Regions from separate parts of the Mus musculus genome. Here region 2 is linked to region 1. A link is a contact called in public HiChIP or PLAC-seq data. All regions are on one chromosome and are shown on one strand. Each heading gives the region's core, a stretch centred on a gene start, on an enhancer-like site or on the middle of the called end of the contact. The rest is flanking DNA. Distances are from core to core; before and after follow the strand shown. Region 1 overlaps Gm32633 (predicted gene, 32633). Region 2 overlaps Mtmr10 (myotubularin related protein 10).

Region 1 (3,485 bases), core at 431-2,930:
TTAGATTTGAAGCCAGCTCCATAGGATGAAATTCATGGCTGGTACTATAAGTCTAGCGAAAAGCTCTGAGGTCAGAGGCGCAAGAGGAGAATCGACTATACTGTTGCCTTTTGAAATGGAACTGTTACAAAATTGCTTCCTATATATACTATGTTTATACTCATGAATCCATTCTGCCTTCCCACAACCTTAGCCAAAGGAACTTCTCTTTGCTATGGTCATGAGTTAACGTAAAAACTCCTAACTGGTCAAAGTGTTGATAATAAGTGATTACTTAATGTTGAGTGAGACAGGTCTGCATGAACGACTCCCTGCCTGCGACTCCCTGCCTACCGAGGCTCAGGGAACTTTGTGAAAGAAGGGGTTGAAGGAATCTAAGAGCTAGCAGATAAGGAGGTATGCTGTGAAGTGCTGTCATCTCTACACAGCATGGCACTGCACCTATGAGCTCTCTGCCATGATAGCTATCTGCACAAGATCAGTCAACTCTGTGTGTGTGTGTGTGTGTGTGTGTATCTTTGTGTATGTGCCTGTGTGTGTGTGTGTGTATCTCTATGTGTGTATGTGTCTGTGTATATATGTATCTGTGTGCCTGTGTACATGTGTGCCTGTGTGTGTCTCTCTCTGTGTGTATGTATCTCTGTGTGTATGTCTGTGTATGTCCATGTATATCTGTGCCTATGTGTATCTGTGTGTGTGTTTCTGTGTGTATCTGTGTCTGTGCATATGACTGTGCATCGTGTGTGTGTGTGTGTGAGCAAGTGTGTGTGTGTGTGTGTATAAAAAGTGAGTGAGAAAGAGAGCACATTCTGTAGGAAGGGAATGCTGGGAGGTACCTTGTAGAAGTGGGAGAGAAGGGAAGAAGACCTGGGAGTGGGTCTGATCAAGACACATTGTTTATATGTACAGATTTTCAAAGGATGAAAGTTTTTTGGTTTTTGGTTTTTTGCTTTTTTTTTTTTTTTTTTTTTGGTTTTTCGAGACAGGGTTTCTCTGTATAGCCCTGGCTGTCCTGGAACTCACTCTGTAGACCAGGCTGGCCTCGAACTCAGAAATCTACCTGCCTCTGCCTCTCAAGTGCTGGGATTAAAGTCATGCGCCACCACTGCCCAGCGAAAGATATTCTTTATAGAGACAGGGAGAGAAGAATTTTTCTCAAATAAGCTACAAAGTGAAAACCCACATTTGTGATTTTCCTCTGACCTTCCCAGGCATGTCCTGCCATGTGCCGTATGTGCCCACGTGCACACAGGCACAGACACAAACACGCACGCACACATTCACACTGAGAACAATAAAAGGGAGGGGGTAGATCCCTCAGCCCTTCCACCATCCGAAGACTCTGAGACAAGCACCAACTACAAAACAGGAAGCCTACAGTAGAATCATCGCTCACCAGTGCCCCAGGCCCCAGCAGTGTGCAGGTTAAATCCCTGCTGTTTATAAGTTAAGTTAAGCTGGGTGGGGTCTGAGATAGTCTGTCGCAGTAGCACCAATTACCCAAGACATGGGTATGTGCTCTTCCTACCCTAGCAGCAGAAGCACACACACACACACACACACACACACACACACACACACACACACAGCCTTCTTCCTTTGCTTCTCCAGCCCTCTCCTCTCAGCAACTCTTTCATCATCCGGCCTCCGCACTCTCTCTGTAGCCAGTTCCCATGTGAGGCAATCGGGCACTGACTGTTTTTCCTGAGCAGACACATACTGACTGACTCAGGGAACAGACCACAGAGCTGGATCTCTGCGGCTGGGCTCGCTCTTCTCCTCTTTGACCATGCACGTGGAGATGAACTCATTGACCATGGGAAACGAGGCACTGGGTAGTCCTTTGATTATTACCTACAGTTGCTCGGGCAGAAGTACCAGAAAAGGCGAGGCTTCGGGACAGGAAGTTGCCACTGTATTCAAATGTTATGGTAAAGCTGGTGTCTGTGAAGATTGTGTGGGCGACTTCTGACTTCCCTCTAAGAAACTGTGAAGGAAAGATAAAGAGGGCAATGACCAAAGCAACAGCAACAGTGAGGAAGGGGAGGAAAGGAGAGAAAAGGAGAAAAGAAAGAAAAGCAAACAGAGGTGACCATAGTAAAATTAGAAACTCATGTTTAAAGATTTATTAATAGATTAAAAGCTGAGGCTGGGGAGAAGGCTTGGTGATAAAGTGCCTGCTCTCTGTGTGAGGATCTTAGTTTAGTTCCTCAGTTCCCACAGAAAAAGCCAGGGCTGGTGGTTGTGTATGTAGCACGGCCTCAGATGTCAGAGTCAGAACCAGATGGAGCCCCTGGGCTTACTGGGAAGTCTGTCCATCTGAAAAAGTGAACTACAGGTAAGTGAGAGAAGCCATCTCAAAAATCAAAGTAAGGAGCTACAGGGAAAGACACCTAACATTGACCTCTGGCCTCCATATGGCGTGCATGGGCCACTATACCATATAGACCAAGAAAGAAGGAAAGGAAGGAGGAAGGGAGGGAAGGAATGAGGGAGGAAAGGAGAAAGGGAGGGAGGGAGGGAGAAAGGAAGAAAAGAAGGACAGAAGAATGGAAGGAAGGAGAGAAGGAAGAAGGCATGCATACATGTACAACTTGGGGGCGTGTAGAATATTTACAAAACACATCCAAATAAAGGGCTGATGTCTACAATATGTAAAGAGGTCTTTAGAATCAATAAGAAGATTGTAGAAAAGCTGAGGACACAGTTGAGTGGTAAAGCACTCACTTGGCATAAATGAAGTCTTGGGTTTGGGCCCAGAACCATAAAAGGGAGTGGAGAAGCAAATACTTCAACGGGGAAAGAAAACATTAAAGGCTTAAGTGGAAACTTCATGAAAGAACATCTCTGAATGGCTAACAAATCTGATAGGGAACTCAACCCCATTTCTTCAAGGAAGAATTTAAACTACAGTGTATCATCGTGAGACCATCTCATCCACAACACTTCATGAAAAGAGAGTCAGGCAAAAGCACATGCTGGCAAGGATCCTGAGAGACTGGGGCATGGCTCGCAAGAGTGTAAACTGGTATGGATCTTTAGGAAACAATCAATCTTCAATTATCCAAAAGTTTAGGGACTTGACCAGCAATTTTGCTCCTAGGTGTACATCCAAAATGGATGAAAAAAAAAAAATCCCTACACAGCCAGTACTCACAGCAATACTGTTTATAAGAGGTCCAAAGTAGAAATAACTCAGAGGCCCTCTCAAATGATGATGGGACGAGCAAAGTGTGCATCTATTCAGGGATACATGTCCATATTTGAATGGAGAATGAAGGAGACTTGTCATTGAAAGAAGCCAGTCACAGAAGACCATATATTATCTGATTCCATACATATAAAAGTCTTTGAAGAGAAAAATTCATATGAGATACAGAGTAGGTCTATAGTTGTCCAGTACTGGGGTTAAAAAGGATGTGGGTGGAGGGCTGGTGAGATGGCTCAATGGTTAAGAGCGACTGTTCTTCCAAAGGTCAAATCCC
Region 2 (3,485 bases), core at 251-2,750, 320 kb before region 1:
TAAGGCTGAGGGATGGCCTGTCTGAGTAACTGCCAGACATTGTCTCAGTATTGCAAGAAACAATAAAAGATGTCAGTGGGGAGGCACTGAGCTAGGGCTGTAGGTCAGTGGCATGTACAAGGCCTGGTGTTTGATGTTTCACCAAAGAAATCCAAAAGTGTATTTAAAGTGGTTAAACTAATTGATATCTTTAAAAACATTGATTTATTTTTTATTTTTATTTTTTTATGATTTTTTTTGAGACAGGGTTTCTCTGTGTAGTCCTGGCTGTCCTGGAACTCACTCTGTAGACCAGGCTGGCCTCGAACTCAAAAATCCACCTGCCTCTGCCTCCAGAGTGCTGGGATTAAAGGCATGCGCCACCACGCCAGGCTAAACACATTTATTATGAGCAATTTATAGACAAAAATAAAATGGTCACTAATAAAAATAAACTTATTAAATTCTTTAATGTATTCTGAAAAATTTGAAAGGTAAGTTTAAATTATACATATTAAGCATACAGTTAACTGTACTTCAGTTATATTTTGAAGTTGTAAAGTGGGGAGGGGCACTGGAGAGCTGGCTCTGTAGTCACAGCACCGGCTGTGCAAGCATGACGGTTTGGATCCCAGAACCCATGTAAGCATAGGGCAGGTCTGGTGGCAACCGTGATCCTCAAACCCAGGAGATGGAGAGACTTCCCGTGGCAAGTTGGCTAACTAGATAAGACAGACTGGAAGCTCCAGATTTTATAAGACTTGCCTCAAGAAAACAGAGTGGAAGAGGCTAAGGAAGACACCACAATCCACCTCAAACCTTCACATGCACGTACAGCTGCACGTACACGTGACTACATGCATACACGTATGCTACACACAAAAGGTACGCACGAGTACACACAGACAGCAGCTGCAGCCAGCATGTCACTTACTGTGCTCTGCTTCACCCGCTGATGAGGAGAGTTGAAGAGGAAGGTGCCGAACAGCGAGATCCGGGTGCTGTCACACAGCACTGCTAAGTACGTCTCGGAGAACTCGAAGGCAGCTGGGTACTGCTCGAGCAGCTGCCACGTGGTATCCAAGAACAGCAAGAATAAAGGAGACTGGCAAGAACAGACAGACAAAGGGGTTATTTAATGCTGCTCTCTGGTTGTCATATTTACTTCCAGATTTACTGCTGGTATAGAGGCTAACAAAAAAAAAAAAAAAAATCTAAGCCTCAAACAGTTGGCAGAGCTGACCTAAGACCACCTGAACAGATTAAGCCTATCTGTGTCAAGACACACATTTAATTTAAAAAAAAAAAAGGGGGAGCTGTGCTTGGCAAGTGTGGTAAGACCAAACAAACAAGTGTGCAGGCATGTGCAGAAGCAAGAAAGCAAACAGGTTCAGACATCCTGTAAGCGGTCCTACACAACACAAAGCACTCAGCCAAACTCTGTAACTTGTGGTTGATCTGCATGCTCACCATCCAGGAACTCCCCCAAGATTATAGAGTTTGGCATCAGCCCTAGGCCATGTGGAGTCCCCTGGGAGGCAGTTGCTGGGCCTCACTTGGATGCACTGCCACCTGTCCATGGTGCTTGCCAACCTGGCTGCTGGCCTTCTGCAGCCAAACAGGGAGCCCAGGAAGCCACACAGGTGTTAGAAAGATGTTTCTCTCAAAATCTCATTTCCCAGAAATGAGACACCAAAGGTGATTTTAGTTAGTTGGGTTACTCTTAGCATCTAACTGTATACAATAGGGGCTGCATAATGGTGTTTGCATACATGTGTGAGGTGCCTTGGATTGTCAGCACCTGCTCTCTTACACAGTACCCCTCCCCATTCCCCAGCAGTCCTCCTCACTTAAGAGAACATGTGCTATGTGTCTCCCCAAACCTGGCCTATTCTGCTTCACCATCATGATTTCCAGTTCCCTCACCACTCCTTCTTTTTCATGGTGCAGTACCGTGTCTTGTATACATACATATGCTGGATTTTCCTTACCCATTACCAAGTTGGGATAATGCCACAGTAAACGTGGACAGTATCGTTGTCCCTCCTTGTATACAGCAAGGAGTGACACAGCTGGGTCATAGGGTAGCTCCTGTTTTAGATTTTTAGGAACCTCCATACTGATTCCCGTGGGGACTGCACTAGTTTACATTCCTGCCAGCACTCATCTGAACAGCACTGGCTGTTTGCCTATGCCAGCACTTCCTCTCTGCTTTCCGCTAGTGGCTTCGATGCTATGCTTATATTAAAGGTCTCTAATTCATTCTGAATTGATTTTTTAACAGGGAGAGGAAGGAATCAAGTTCCAGTCTTCTGAATGTGGATAATCTGTTTTCCCCTGCATCCACTTAATAAAGAGACTATCTTCAGTGTAGATTTTCCGTACTTCTGAAAATCACATAGCTGTAATTGCATGCACTTATCTCTTAGTTCAGTATTGCTGTCTTGTCTTTTCTTTCCCTTTGTGCTAGCCATACGCTGGTTTTGTTAGCTTTGCTCTACAGTAAGACTCGAGATGAAGTATTGCTGTACCTCTAGCACTGCTGCTTCTATTTCTGCTAATAATCCTTGTCCTAAAGTAGGATCTATTTTGGAGAAAGTTCCATGAGCTACTAAGAAAAATGTGTATCGGATAGCTGTTAGGTAGAATACTCTGTAGATGTCCATATGTGATCTGCAATGCAGCTTAATTGTCATGGTTTTGCTTGTATTTTTCTCAATGGCCTATAAATCTGGGAGGTGTTAGCTGCTTTTCTCATGGCTGGACTCAAACGCCTGGCGAGAAGCAGTCACAGAGGAAAGGCTTATTCTGGCTCACAGTCTGAAGGTGTCTCCTGCATAGCAGAAAGCAGGGTAGGAGTGACAGCTACAGCAGCTGCTAGCACATATCTACAAGGAGCAGGGAGCAGACAGGAAGCAGTACCAGGCTATGAACCACAAAGTCCAACACTGCAAGTCACTTCCTATAGTGGGGATTCTTCCAAAACAGCAGGACAGTTGGACCAAGTGTGCAAATACATGAGTCTATGGGAAACGCTCACTTTCAAACTTCAACACTGTGCCAATGGTCCCATAGGTTCCTGGCCAGCTCAATGCAAAATGCATTTTGTTCAGCTCCCTTAGTCCCTTTATCTTACAGCTCTAACATTATTTGAAAGGTTAAAGCCCAGTCTCTTTTGAGGCTCAAAGTAAACTTTTATTGGTGAGCCCCTATAAAATTAAACAGTAAGTTACCTCCAACATAGACTAATATAGAGTAAACATTCCCACTCAAAAGGCAGGGATGGAGCAAAGGAAAAAAAACACAAACACAAACAAGAAAAACAACAACAAAAAGACAAGAAGAAAAGGCTGTACCAAAGCATGGCTGAAACCTTGCCTGGCACTTGGAACATGTGACAGATCACATGTTCTCAGATGGGCTTCTGTAGCCCAGCCTCCAGCTCCAGTGCCTTTGACACACACGGCCTCTCTTGGGTCAGTTCCATTCAATGCCTGCAGCTTGTT

Evidence for each region. HiChIP or PLAC-seq counts read pairs in DNA pulled down with a chosen protein or histone mark.
Region 2: a contact with region 1 is called in an SMC1A HiChIP or PLAC-seq map of large pre-B cells, with 6 times the contacts expected there. The contact joins two enhancer-like sites. A contact is called at or near these places in 1 of 15 datasets of contacts at CTCF or cohesin (large pre-B cells) and 3 of 115 datasets of contacts at active chromatin or transcription factors (T-cell acute lymphoblastic leukemia, embryonic stem cells and large pre-B cells).

What each region holds. Positions count from the first base shown.
Region 1 is chr7:64,010,151-64,013,635 of GRCm38.p6, reverse strand. Gm32633 (predicted gene, 32633) reads right to left here. Exons shown (of 6, transcript NR_169109.1): 4 at 1,855-1,987. Among named protein-coding and RNA genes, the nearest start is that of Gm32633, 25 kb to the right of the region's middle. Within about 2 kb of position 1,680, at least 172 of the 459 cell types and tissues checked have an H3K27ac peak or open chromatin away from gene starts, as enhancers often do.
Region 2 is chr7:64,330,911-64,334,395 of GRCm38.p6, reverse strand. It overlaps Mtmr10 (myotubularin related protein 10), which reads right to left. Exons shown (of 16, transcript NM_172742.2): 14 at 914-1,084. Among named protein-coding and RNA genes, the nearest start is that of Fan1, 41 kb to the left of the region's middle. Within about 2 kb of position 1,500, at least 11 of the 459 cell types and tissues checked have an H3K27ac peak or open chromatin away from gene starts, as enhancers often do.